Linked DNA regions of Mus musculus: region 2 is linked to region 1. A link is a contact called in public HiChIP or PLAC-seq data. All regions are on one chromosome and are shown on one strand. Each heading gives the region's core, a stretch centred on a gene start, on an enhancer-like site or on the middle of the called end of the contact. The rest is flanking DNA. Distances are from core to core; before and after follow the strand shown. Region 1 holds the start of Ifnar2 (interferon (alpha and beta) receptor 2). Region 2 holds the start of Mrps6 (mitochondrial ribosomal protein S6).

The links. HiChIP or PLAC-seq counts read pairs in DNA pulled down with a chosen protein or histone mark.
Region 2: a contact with region 1 is called in a FOXA1 HiChIP or PLAC-seq map of pancreatic cancer cells. The contact joins the promoter of Mrps6 here to the promoter of Ifnar2 in region 1. A contact is called at or near these places in 2 of 115 datasets of contacts at active chromatin or transcription factors (memory CD8 T cells and pancreatic cancer cells).

The regions. Positions count from the first base shown.
Region 1 is chr16:91,369,209-91,375,212 of GRCm38.p6, forward strand. It overlaps Ifnar2 (interferon (alpha and beta) receptor 2), which reads left to right and starts at 3,575. Exons shown (of 9, transcript NM_010509.2): 1 at 3,575-3,866. Gm36587 (a long non-coding RNA gene) reads right to left here. Exons shown (of 4, transcript XR_876244.2): 1 at 4,382-6,004.
Region 2 is chr16:92,054,945-92,060,948 of GRCm38.p6, forward strand. It overlaps Mrps6 (mitochondrial ribosomal protein S6), which reads left to right and starts at 3,392. Exons shown (of 3, transcript NM_080456.1): 1 at 3,392-3,536. The coding sequence starts at 3,492. It overlaps Slc5a3 (solute carrier family 5 (inositol transporters), member 3), which reads left to right and starts at 3,378. Exons shown (of 2, transcript NM_017391.3): 1 at 3,378-3,536.

The sequences.
Region 1 (6,004 bases), core at 2,325-4,824:
GCTATGTTAGAATACAATCTTAAAAGGCATTTACTATAAATAAGGTGATGCTTAATAGAGTGCATGTGAATCTATACACTAGATTAATGTGGTGGAAATTTGAATATAATGGGTTAGGGAAAGAGATGCCATAACTCTGGGAGGAAAATTTCCCTGGATTCTTATCCTTGTAAAACAGCTTCCAGGCTTTTCGCCTGACAAACCGATCCAAACTGGAGAGTTAGCTTTCGCCAGAATATCCAGGAGGAGAGTCTTAGAAATTCATTTTTCATGAGCAGCTTTTTGGCATTTCTGCCTCACAAGCTGACTCCACCAGAGTGCCCTGACATGCATATACACTAATGTAGGCAAAATACTCACAAAGCAAAGCAAATAAATCTAATTTAATCAGGTGTTTTAAACTTTAAAGTCTTCTTTTTTTTTTCTTTCTTTCTTTCAAGGACCATAGTCTTGGTGCATCTAGCAAGACTCCACCCAACCCAAGGTCATCGAGCTTTTCATTGATATTACTTACTAGGACTCTTCAAGGTTTGTGCTTTATGTTGAGGTCTAGGGCCTACTTTTGAGTTAGTTTTTGTGAAAAGTGTAAAACCTGTATCTAGCTTCACCTTTTTGCATATTGAGTTTGTATCAAACAGCTTTCTGCTACTGTAACACATATCCAAGGTAATCAATATAACAAGAGAAAAGGTTTGTTTAGGCTTACTCTGTTTTTAGAGTTTGGGCCCATGATTAAGTATCTCCATTGTTCTTGAGTATCCACAGTAAAGCAATAAATCAAGGCAGGGAGCACAAGGAAGAGAGGAGAAGGAAGAGATCAGATTCCCACAGCCCCCTTCAATGCCCTGTTGGCCAGAGTCTCCCAGCAGGCTCTGCTTCTTAAAGGCTTCACTGCTTTCCAGTAGAACCACAGTGAGAGCCAGATCTTTAACCCACGCACCCTGGGATACTTCATTCAAACTGAAGTGGTGCTGTCGGTGGAAAGACTGCCTTCCTTCTAGAGAACTGTCTGCTACCATATCAAAGACCACGTGACTGCATTTGTGTTACTACGTGTCCCATGTAATTGATCTGTTTGACCTAAAAGTGAGATTGAATGCTCTCATGGAATTAATCATATTAACATTTAGAGTTTTTGGGGGGGGGTTATTGGATATTTTCTTTATTTACATTTCAAATGTTATCCCCTTTCCCACCCTCCCAAACCCTTATCCCATTCCCCATTCCCCTGCTTCTATGAGGGTGTTCACACACCCACCTGCCCACCCACTCCTGCCTCCCCGCCCTGGCATTCCCCTACACTGGGGCATGCTGCCTTCACAGGACCAAGGGCCTCCCCTCCCACTGATGTCTGATAAGACATCCTCTGCTACATATGCAGCTGGAGTCATGGGTCCCTCCATGTGTACTCCTTGGTTGGTGGTTTAGTCCCTGGGAGCTCTAGGGGCACGGGGGTCTGGTTGGTTGATATTGTTCTTCCTATGGGGTTGCAAGCCCCCTCAGCTCCTTCAGTCCTTTCGTTGGGGAGCCCATGATCAGTTGGGTTTTGTTTTTAGTGATTAGGACAATGATAATTTTTCCACAAGGGCATACATAGAAATTTCAACAATCCTGTGTGCTGTGTGTGTGTGTGTGTGTGTGTGTGTGCTCGCATGCACCCCATTATACTTTATTCCTGTGCCCTCATTCCTCCCTGGCCACCCCTTCCTCCTCTTGGTCTTCCCTTCTTCCTCCCAGGTACAGAGCCCCTGGATTCTACTTTCATGACTTGAATGTCTGATGTCCTCTCTGGTTCTCCCTCCCTCCTTGGATCTCCTCCTCTACTTTCATGCCTTCTGTCTACTTCCATTGCTTATATGTAAATTTGCATATATTTAAGTCCACACTCCACATATGACAGAAACAGACCAATATTATTGAGCTGAGTTTGGTATATTTTGCTGAACATAATGATTTCCAATCCCACACGTTTTCTGAAATATTTCTATTTTTAATGTGCATGTGTATATAAAAGGGGGCATGCAGACCACAGTTTTGTATCATCTTTACCCCACTTGCTCGGGGCTACTTCTACAACTTCTTTGAAACTGTGGCTGAAACTATTTCAGCACTGAACGGCTTTTGTAGAGAACCAGGATCCCAGATAAGAGCCTTTCAAATTCATGAGACTGGTAGGAATTCTGCCAGTGTGACATAAGTGGTGGAAACCTCTTCAGGTCAGCCCAGAAAGAGAGACTCAGCAACTGTCAGTCCTGGTAGATGAAACTGTTCTCTTAAACTGCATATGGTGGCTCTGGAATGGTGATTCTAGCATTTGGTGGGTAGGGCGGGGAGATCTTAAGTTTCAGGCCAGCTGGACACACAAAGAGATCTTGTCTTTAAAGAGGGGGAAAACACATACACACGCTTTTTAACGGAAAGAAAATCCCTTTACATAAACTGTGAACTACCTCCCCTTCTCTTCCCTCGGAGATCTGAAAGTGAGAATCCAGGCCCAGGTAGGCATCATTGCCACGCCTCCTCTTACAGACTTCCATTAGCATTTCCACCTTGGAACTTCCACCTTCATACTTAGACTGTGCATACGCTACAGAAAGCTCCCGCGTATTCCATTTCGGAAGACAAGGGATGTCAGTTCCTAAGTAGGTATGGAAAGATTGTTTCTCCTTACTCTAAAATCGTTTGGTCTTTAGCCGGGCGTGGTGGCGCACGCCTTTAATCCCAGCACTCGGGAGGCAGAGGCAGGCGGATTTCTGAGTTTTAGGCCAGCCTGGTCTACAGAGTGAGTTCCAGGACAGCCAGGGCTACACAGAGAAACCCTGTCTTGAAAAACCAAAAAAAGGGGCTGGTGAGATGGCTCAGTGGGTAAGAGCACCCGATTGCTCTTCCGAAGGTCCAGAGTTCAAATCCCAGCAACCACATGGTGGCTCACAACCACCCGTAACGAGATCTGACTCCCTCTTCTGGAGTGTCTGACTTACATATAATAATAAATAAATCCTTAAAAAAAAAAATCGTTTGGTCTTGAGAGAGGGCCCTGGGGAATAGTAAGCAAAGACCCAAGAAGAAGCAGGCAATGAGTTATGGTATTTATAATTTTTGTTTGTGTCCTGTGTGGAAAATTATAATCAGAGGAGCTTAAAAACAAGTAAGCACAAGATGAGAGAGGGAGAGAAGAGGGAGGACTGGGAGGGGAGGGGAAGAGAGGGAAGCATGATTGACAAGCGTTCTGACACTCAGTTCTGCCCAGACCCCTCTTCCTTTGTATTTTGAGTCAGGGTGTCCCTACATTGCCCAGGCTGGCCTTAATTTTGCTCTGTATCAGATAGGTATTGAATTCGAGATCCTCCTGCCAAGGCCTTCCTGGAAGAAGAGAGTACACACCCGCATCACTAGGCCAGGCACCCAACCCATTCGTATCCAGTTAGTTCTAGGGATCAGGCACTACCTAGTCCTCCAAGGAGGCAGCGATAAACACAACAACCCCGATCCGTTAACTCTGGCTCCCTGGACTGTACTTGAAGTGGGTGGGGTCGTAATGGATGCGAAAGTGCCCATTTGTCGCCGGCTCCGCCCGGGCCCCGCCTCTCGCCTCGTTCTCTGTTCACCGCTAACCCCGCGGCTGGGAACCCTTGGCCTCCGGGAGCCTGCGTGGTCTAGCCCTAGACCAGGGGAAACCAGGCTGCCAGCGGAGACTCTTCGGGTCGCGGGGCACCGGCCATCCCGCCGCCGTCCCTTTCGCCTGGCTCGGCTCCCGCCTGCCTCCACTGCTCGCCAGCCGCGCGCAGCTGCGCCTGATGCCCAGAGCAGCTCGGAGGTGGCCCCAGGACATCCCAGAGGGGGATTCACGAGACCCGGCGATTCAGGTACTGTACTGCGGGCATTACGGGGACATGAATGGGTGTCGCTCGCCTCGCGGACAGTAGGACTGGGCCGCCTCCCCGCTGCCAGTTCCCGGAATCCCCTTTTCAATTCTCCTCTTCGGGACTCCGCCTCTTCCTGCCTTTCTTCCGTGGAGAGTCTGAGGATTCTAGCTCCCCCGACCCACAAGCTGCGTATGGGGGGCCCTCGTGGCCCCCGCATGGGCGCCTTCCTTTCACCGTTCCTTTGGTGAACTCTGGGTTTTTGTGGGCTCTCTGCCTTCACTCCACCAGCGTCGCCTCACCGAGGGTGCATGGGGCACCTTAGCCCGAGCCATTGCCAGATCCTAGGGGGTCCACATTCCTTAGGATCCACTACGCCTTGCCAAGCTAGTTATCATCTCCAGCCTCTGGGTCCTGTTCTGCGTCCTGACACCCCTCCCCCTACACACACACACACACACACACACACACACACACACACACACACACACACACACACTGCGCGCCCTGAAACCTACCTAAGGTCCCAGGATCGTTTGTTCAAGCTCCTACGAGGTCACTGAAGGGGTTGTGGCCCGCAGAAGATGGGCAGGGATGGGATACAGGAAAGGCACTGAGTTTATTGGTAGCTTGCATTTCTATTCCAAGCCAGCCAATAGTGCATGCGGTAAACCGTTGGCCCCATTGACCCATTTATTTGGTTAACATGGCTCTACTGGAAAACTTTGACAACCTATGAACTTTTGTGTTTTAATGTTTGTTTTATGTCCCTGTTTTGTGTGACAGGAGATCTTAGGAAATAGCCCAAGTGTCATCTAAGAAAGGTGCTAAGATTGGGACCAGAGACTGAGTTTGCCCTACTGTCCCCTGTCCCTTGCCTGTCAGTCCTTCTGTGCAGCCTTGGGAGAGTAATGAGGTGGGGTCTGGTACTGGGGTAACAGAGGTCACACCAAATATGGCTTCATCGACTTCACCAACACACTAGCAATTTGGGGATCGTTAATGAGGTTCATCAGTGTGGCGCAGGAAGTGACTGTTGTTCAAAAGTGGCTTTTCAAATTTAAATCATAAAAAGAAAAACCCGGATGTGACTATTCTAAAGTTTTTTCCCCTGTATTTATTTGAACATTTAAAGAGAGCTGAAGTTGTAGTGCCCCTTCCTCGTAGTCTTGGATTTCCTGGCTTGGATTCTCAGGGCTGCAAGTTTTAGTTAAGTAGTTAATGTTGAGTTAAAGAGCTCTCTGAGGTTTGGTTTGAGTTACTCAACAATGTGTCTAAAATAAATCTAGGAAGACCATAGCCTAAGAGGTACTGTTTTAGAAGTGAAACTACTTTTTGTTGTTGTTGGGTTGGTGGTGGTAGTGGTGCAACCATATCAGATAAATGATAACAGTCGGCTGCGGAGCTACAGCCCCAGACCAGACGTAAAACATGCATACCTCCATCTACTGAGTAACCTGTAATCTCACTTAAAACTCAAGGGACTGAGGTGAAAGGATGTTGTGTTAGAGGCAGGAGTAAGCTGCTTGGTGAGATCTTATCTCAAACAAAGAAAAGAAAAAAAAATTAGACCACTCCCAAATTCCCAAATGAATATTCTACTACTCCTACCTGTCCACACCAAGCCTCAGTAGACTGATTTTCCTGTTACATCTCTAGACATTCACACTGTTGAAGATTCAGTGATACAAATATATTCTCTGATTACTGGCCTTCATATTTTAATCTAACCTGTCACCCAAATTAAAATGCACTGACCTTAAGAAGTTCTTGAAAACGGGCAACCAAGTGAGAAGAGTTGTTCATGCTGCCATTTCTGGTTCCAGAAACGTCTAAAGTGTATTCTATCATTCATGAAATCAGAGGTGCTGGCACAGAGCCTGTGTTTTGCCCACCCTTCTCAAGTATAGCCATCATGACTGCAGGCTGAGCCAGGGTCCATACTGATCATGTATGACCTGTTTTTATGCCACTAACCCCCCACTCCACCCCCCAAAACAGTGTGTAGTGGTTTGAATGAGATAGACCATCATTGGCTCGTTAGTTCACGATTAGTACTCAGTTGATGAGCTGTCAGGGAGGGAGGGATTAGGAGGTGTGGTATTATTAGAGGACTTGTGTCACTAGGGGGTGGGCTTTGA
Region 2 (6,004 bases), core at 2,142-4,641, 690 kb after region 1:
GTCAGCTTGACTATATCTGGAATGAACTACAATCCAGAATTGGGAGGCTCACCTGTGATCCTAATCTGGAGGCTGAGAGATACAAGTTTCTGACCTGGATCTTGGTATGGAGATCTTGAGGCACAGTGGCTATGAGTTCCAGAAGATTAAGACAGGGAGATCTCTGAGTTCAAGGTCATCTGGGATTAAAGGTTTGGTGGCACACACCTTTAATCTGGGCCACACCTTCTGCTGGAGACCTACATAAGGACGTTGGAAGAAGGAAGATTTACTCTCCCTCTCCTTCACCTGCTTGCCCTGTGGGACTGAGCAACTGCTAGATCCTTGGACTTCCATTCACAGTTGCTGCTGACCATTTTTGGGAGTTGGACTGCAGACTGTAAGTCATCAACAAATTCCTTTACTATATAGAGACTACCCATAAGTTCTGTGACTCTAGAGAACCCTGACTAATATACCAGCCAAATTCTAATGCACTTGAATTACAGGAACTCAGGATATGGCCCCCTCATGCCTTTAATCCTAGTTACCATTGTCCTTTAATCATAGGACATTGGCTGCCTCTGTTGGAGAACAGCCACATTCAGGGACAGGGAGGGGAAAGGGACTGGGAAGAGACCATCAAGATGGCAGCCGGGGGTGGGGGGGTTGGGCTGGTGAGATGGCTTAGCGGTTAAGAGTGCCCACTGCTCTTCCAAAGGTCCTGAGTTCAAATCCCAGAAACCACATGGTGGCTCACAACGATCCGTAACGAAATCTGATGCCCTCTTTTGGAGTGTCTGAAGACAGCTACAGTGTACTTACATATAATAAATAAATAAATAAATAAATAAATAAATAAATATTAAAAAAAAAAAAGATGGCAGCCAGGATCCTGGGAAACTGCTCCTGGACAGGTGAGGAGACCCTGTAGTGACGGCCTGGGCAGACACAGACAAAGGGGTAGAGCAGGTCTGGGTACTGTTGGAGACATGTGGTAGTGACGGCCTGGGCAGAAATGAATATTAATACATGAAAAGCACTTCCTGGCTCACAATGAATGGCAGAATGTTAGGTCTGGTGATGATGGTGATGATGGTGATGGTGATGATGACGATAGTCAGCTATCTTGAGAATTATGGTGAAAAGCTCAAGGTCAAATCTCTCCTTATACAGTAGTAGAAGATGAGATGGCAAGGGGATGAACTGACCAGAGCACCTTGGATTTCAACTTTTGCCTTTACTCTCTCTTCCTATGACTCCTCAGAAAGCTTTACTTGAAAATTAGCCAAAACCTCTGGCCAATAAAATCTTACGTATCTACCGTATTAGATCTTTTTTCCCAAGATCCTAAAAGATATTTTTTAAAGATCAATAAATTAAATACTATAGAAATGGCTTATGATTCTACATGCTTACCCAACAGTATAAATAGTTTAAAATTATTTTTGATAAATTTCAATTTGCATCAGCATTAATTTTAACAATAAAATTAACAAAGCCATAGCCACTTATTTAAAACTCTGAAAGGGGCGGGGGACTTAGGATAGCTGATTTCTTTTCCACGTTAAGAAATGGGATGAGTCTGTGGGTGGCCAACAGCTTGGGAGGGTTGTGGGGTGCTGTCTGCCCTGAGGCATTGTTCAGTCAGGCTAATTTCCTCACCCCATTTGTCTAGAGAACTAGGACTTCACTGGTCCCTGGGTATCAGGGAAAAGCTGTGGTGCTTCCAACGGGAGGCAGTCCAGGCTGGTCACCTCAGGGTGTTGCTTGGTGTTTGGCTTGGCTCAACCACGTGAGACTCTTATCTTCACATTCCTAAACTGGGCCACAGGAAGGACAGTTTAAGTGGGATGTCACACAGATCTGGAATTCTCGTCTCAATGTCCAGAAATTCTTTCTTCCTTCTGTGTCTTTTTTTTTTTTTTTTTTTTTTTTTTTTTTTTTTTTTTTTTGGTAGCATGCTGCTTAAAAACAAAAAACAACCAACCAACCAAAACAAACAAACTAAAAAGACCCCCAACAACAACCAAAACAAAACAATCCAACCAACCAGGTGTGTGGCTGATGCTAAGTAGGTGGTTTTGTAGTTTGTGTTGAAGGGCACAGGACAAACCTTGAAATGTTAATGAAAATGTTAAAAAAACCAGGTATCCTAGGTTGTATTCAAAACCATAATCTTCTGTGGAGATTGGTCTGTGGAGGAGGTGACAAAGATAGTCTCCATGTGTGCTTTACAAAGACGTCCAACGCCACTGAGTAAGACCAACATCTTGGCCTGTAAGATGGGGGACGGGGTGAGGTTCATAAGTGTAGGCAGTGAAACTATTCTTCAGACATTCTGGACACAAAATTTTCTTTCCACGCGTTTGTGTTTGACCTTGGACTAATTAAATTATCCTTGCATTTTTCTGTTTGCTAATACCTAAAATAGGGCGAGTAGTACGATTTGCTTCACAGAGCTAAAGTGAGAACAAACAGCCTCAGTGTCGTGCCTGCTACAGACAGTAAGCCCTCAGTAAATTATTAGTAAATTATTATTAGAGCACTTTAAAGTTACAAGAACATTTCACTTAAAGACCCTTTTAGTTGGAGTAAGGTGGGAGCAGAAGACAACCATTGCAGCGGAATTAGTGCCTTCCAGAGCTAAGAAACAGGAGCAGGGGCAGAAGGAGGGGAGTCCCGAGTTAGCTCTATATGTGCGTGTATGGGTGTGTGTGTGTGCGCGCGCGCTGTGGAGTGCTGGACCTGGGACCCTCTACGAAGCCCCTCCTTACTCCTGTGTTTCAGGGAATCCATAGTTTCCTTTACCAGAAAAGCAAGGATAATATTTAAAGAATAACTGGCGAGAGTCGAAGCATTAACCTGCTTCTGGGTCAGGCTAGGCACACACAGCAAATGCCTACATAGCCCTTCGGTTCCAGGCTTGTTTCTTTGCGGCTTGGTGCAGCAGTCACTCCTTAGCACCCCGCCTTCCTCCCTGGAGACGCGGGCGAGGGGCACACAGCAGCCAGACCGCATCGCACCGCACCGCACCGCGGCGCACGCGCACTCGCTCGCCTAGCACCCGGGAAGGGAGGGTGGGCGGGGAGGCCTGGAAAGTTCCACCGGGTTCCAGAGCCCAAGGTTGGTAGGCGCGGAGGCGGCGGGGAGCGGGTGCGTGCCGAGCGAGGAGACGGCCTCCGACGGGCTGCTCGAGACCGTGTCCACGCTCCGCAGGCTCGGGGGACACAGACACGGCCCGGGAGGGCAAGCAGGAAGCCGTTGAGGTGCAAGTGCAAGGCGCCCTCCGGGAGAGGGGCGGGGCGGTGCCGGGTGGGCGGGGCTCTCGGTGGGCGGGGCGAGCCGTCTGCGCAGCTGCCGGAGCCTTTAAACCCGGCCTCGCGGGGTCGCACGGTGCTTTCGCCGTCCGGGAGCTGACCGGCCGTGTTCCTCTCTCGTCTTCCTCTGCGCCCCGCGTCCCCGCCCTCGCGACCCCGGCTCTCCTGGACTCGGCGCCGCCAACCTGGGCGATGCCCCGCTACGAGTTGGCTTTGATTCTGAAAGCCATGCGGCGGGTAAGTGACCTTCCCTCAGACCGAGTTCCCGCGCGGGCGCGCCCCGCCGCCTCTAGGCCTCCCAGTCCCGCGTGTCCTGCCTGCTGGACACCGGGTCCTCTCGCGCGGTGCGCGGGTGGTCGCGGGCGCAAAGTGGGGGGGTGGCGCGTGGGTCAGGCGCTCGGCGCGGCCGCGTGCGCGCGGGAGGCGGGGGGTGTGTATGCCCGCGCGTGTGCGCGGTCGCGGGAGGGGGTGTGCCGAGCAGGGGGCGGGGCGGGCCTCGGACCCCGGCTCTCCGGAGTCCGATGGAAGGACTGCGGGAGGACACACGCGCGAGAACCCAGGCCAGCCCCGCTCTGCGCCCACGCGTCGAGAAGCTGCTCGTCGTCCCCGCCGGCCGCTGGTCCCGATCGCCTGCCCTCAGCGTCCGCGATCAGTTACAGCCTTCCTCCAAAGCCCGCCAGTGCCGGCTGTGTACCCACGCACTTGTCACCGCTATCACACCAAAAAGAAAAAAAAAATCTTTTGACCTTTCTTTTTCTGACTCCAGCGGAAATCCTGCTCCGGGTGCCCTTAGCCCAGTTTTATTCATCCAAGTTGTGGCCTTGCTTGTGTTTCCGAAGACATGCCTTCCCCCAGCTTTTGATTGATCTGGAGGTAGGGACTTTCAGGTTTGGAGGGATGATAAACCACCAGCAGCCGGGTCACGGACTGGGGTCGGCGGCCGGCGGAGGCAGCTATGTTCTGAGTCAGTCAGTCGTCGCTGAAATCCCCATTCTTCTGAGAGAATTCGGTAATGTAGTGTGCTTTCACGCACTCTCCTTCCCTAGCAGGTACAGTTTAAAAGAAAACAAAAGCAACCGTTGTCCTTTTTTTGAGCGTTTGGAAGCAGCTTTCTTCTAGCCCTGGGCATGTAGGCTTTGGGTCAATTTCAAGTAGTGGCTTCAGTTTGAATCAACTTAAGCCAGGGGTCACGGGCTAGGCTCTGGTGAACAGCTAACAGTCAGGCAGCAGGAGGAGATTGTTCGGTGTGCCTTGTACAGGGTTGGCTTGGAAAGGACACCAGAGCCACCTGATGGTCCTGAAGTTTGTGCCCCCAAGCTTACTGACTCCCTGGCTCCGGGAGAACATTGTCTCACCTCTGGGTAATACTTTATCTACCTTCCTTCCTCATTGGGTTTTACAGAGTTAAAAGAATAGGAACAACAGAGGGGTCAGGGTCGAGAAAGTATTAAAAAGGGACTGTTTCTGATTAAATGGAAATTACTTAAGCCTCCCTTTATACTTTTTAGGTAATGTTAGAAACTGAAAAAATGTGACCACCAAGATTCATTCCCTCAAGGTGTGAGGTAGCAGTGACCCTTTGCACTCCTTTGAATGAGAGACTCTTGCTTAGCATGGCTGCCCAGTACACTGGCTAAATGTATTTTACCATGATGTGAATATGTGTTCACTCTGATTCAAAAGTCGGGTGTAACCTGCTCAAAATCTTGGCCTGAGGGTAGGTTCAAAGCACCTTAGAGAAGAGTGAAGACGGAAGAGAGGTGCTTAAACATAGTGTGGAAGATGTGTGAAGATCCTTACAGACCCAAAGAAACTAGATAAAATGACAACCCTCGGTTTTTCGTTCTGACTTTGAGAAGGTTGTAAACAAGTAAAGATGTGCAGAGACTAGACTTTTTTTTTTTTTTTTGCTTTCAGCTTTAGAAAACTGAATTCTTACAGGGTATGTACTTGTGGGTGTAAAGGAAAATGCACTTTGTTTTAAAAGAAAATGGCACAGTGGTTTGAACACCTAGAGCAGGTGTTTAGGAAGCCACAGCTCCCACCTAGGACAGTTAGCTTTTGTAGCGGGAAGGCTTTCTAAACAGAGTTCTGAGATGCATGTTGGATGCCTGATAGTGCACCCTTCCATGTGACGGCATTCTCCCTCCTTCCTCTCCTCCAAGAGCCTTGTGTTCCAGGGCTGGGAGTAAGCAGGCGCTGAAGCAGAAAAGGGAGTTGAGAGACTGACTGCAGTCTCCTAGAGACCCTGTCTCCCACCCAGCATTGTACTCTTGTTTCTCCTATGCCTACAAAGCAGTCTTAGTTTGTCTTCCCTATTGTGACTCTTACTTTATTTTACTGTCCTTGACTTCAGGCTTGACTTACTTCAATTGAGCTTTTAGAGTTTAAATGTAAAGATGCATGTTGACATAGCATAGTGAGTGCCTTTGTAGCAGATTGCCTGTGAGAGTTCTCAGGCTGAGACCTCAGGATAGACGTTGTAAAAATTCTAGGGCTGTCTCCTCAGTCTGCAGTTGGCTTGATTCTCACGAGCCCTTGTTTTTGATGCATTTCGAGGTTTGTGTGTTTACAGGTGCAGACCACAGTCCTCAAGATTGTGCACTTTGATTTTAATGCTATTTCAAAGTTGTAATTTTGTATTCTCTGGCATAAAAACCAGGATAAAAACTTGAGGAGTATGGTAGAATGGCACGGCGGATGTG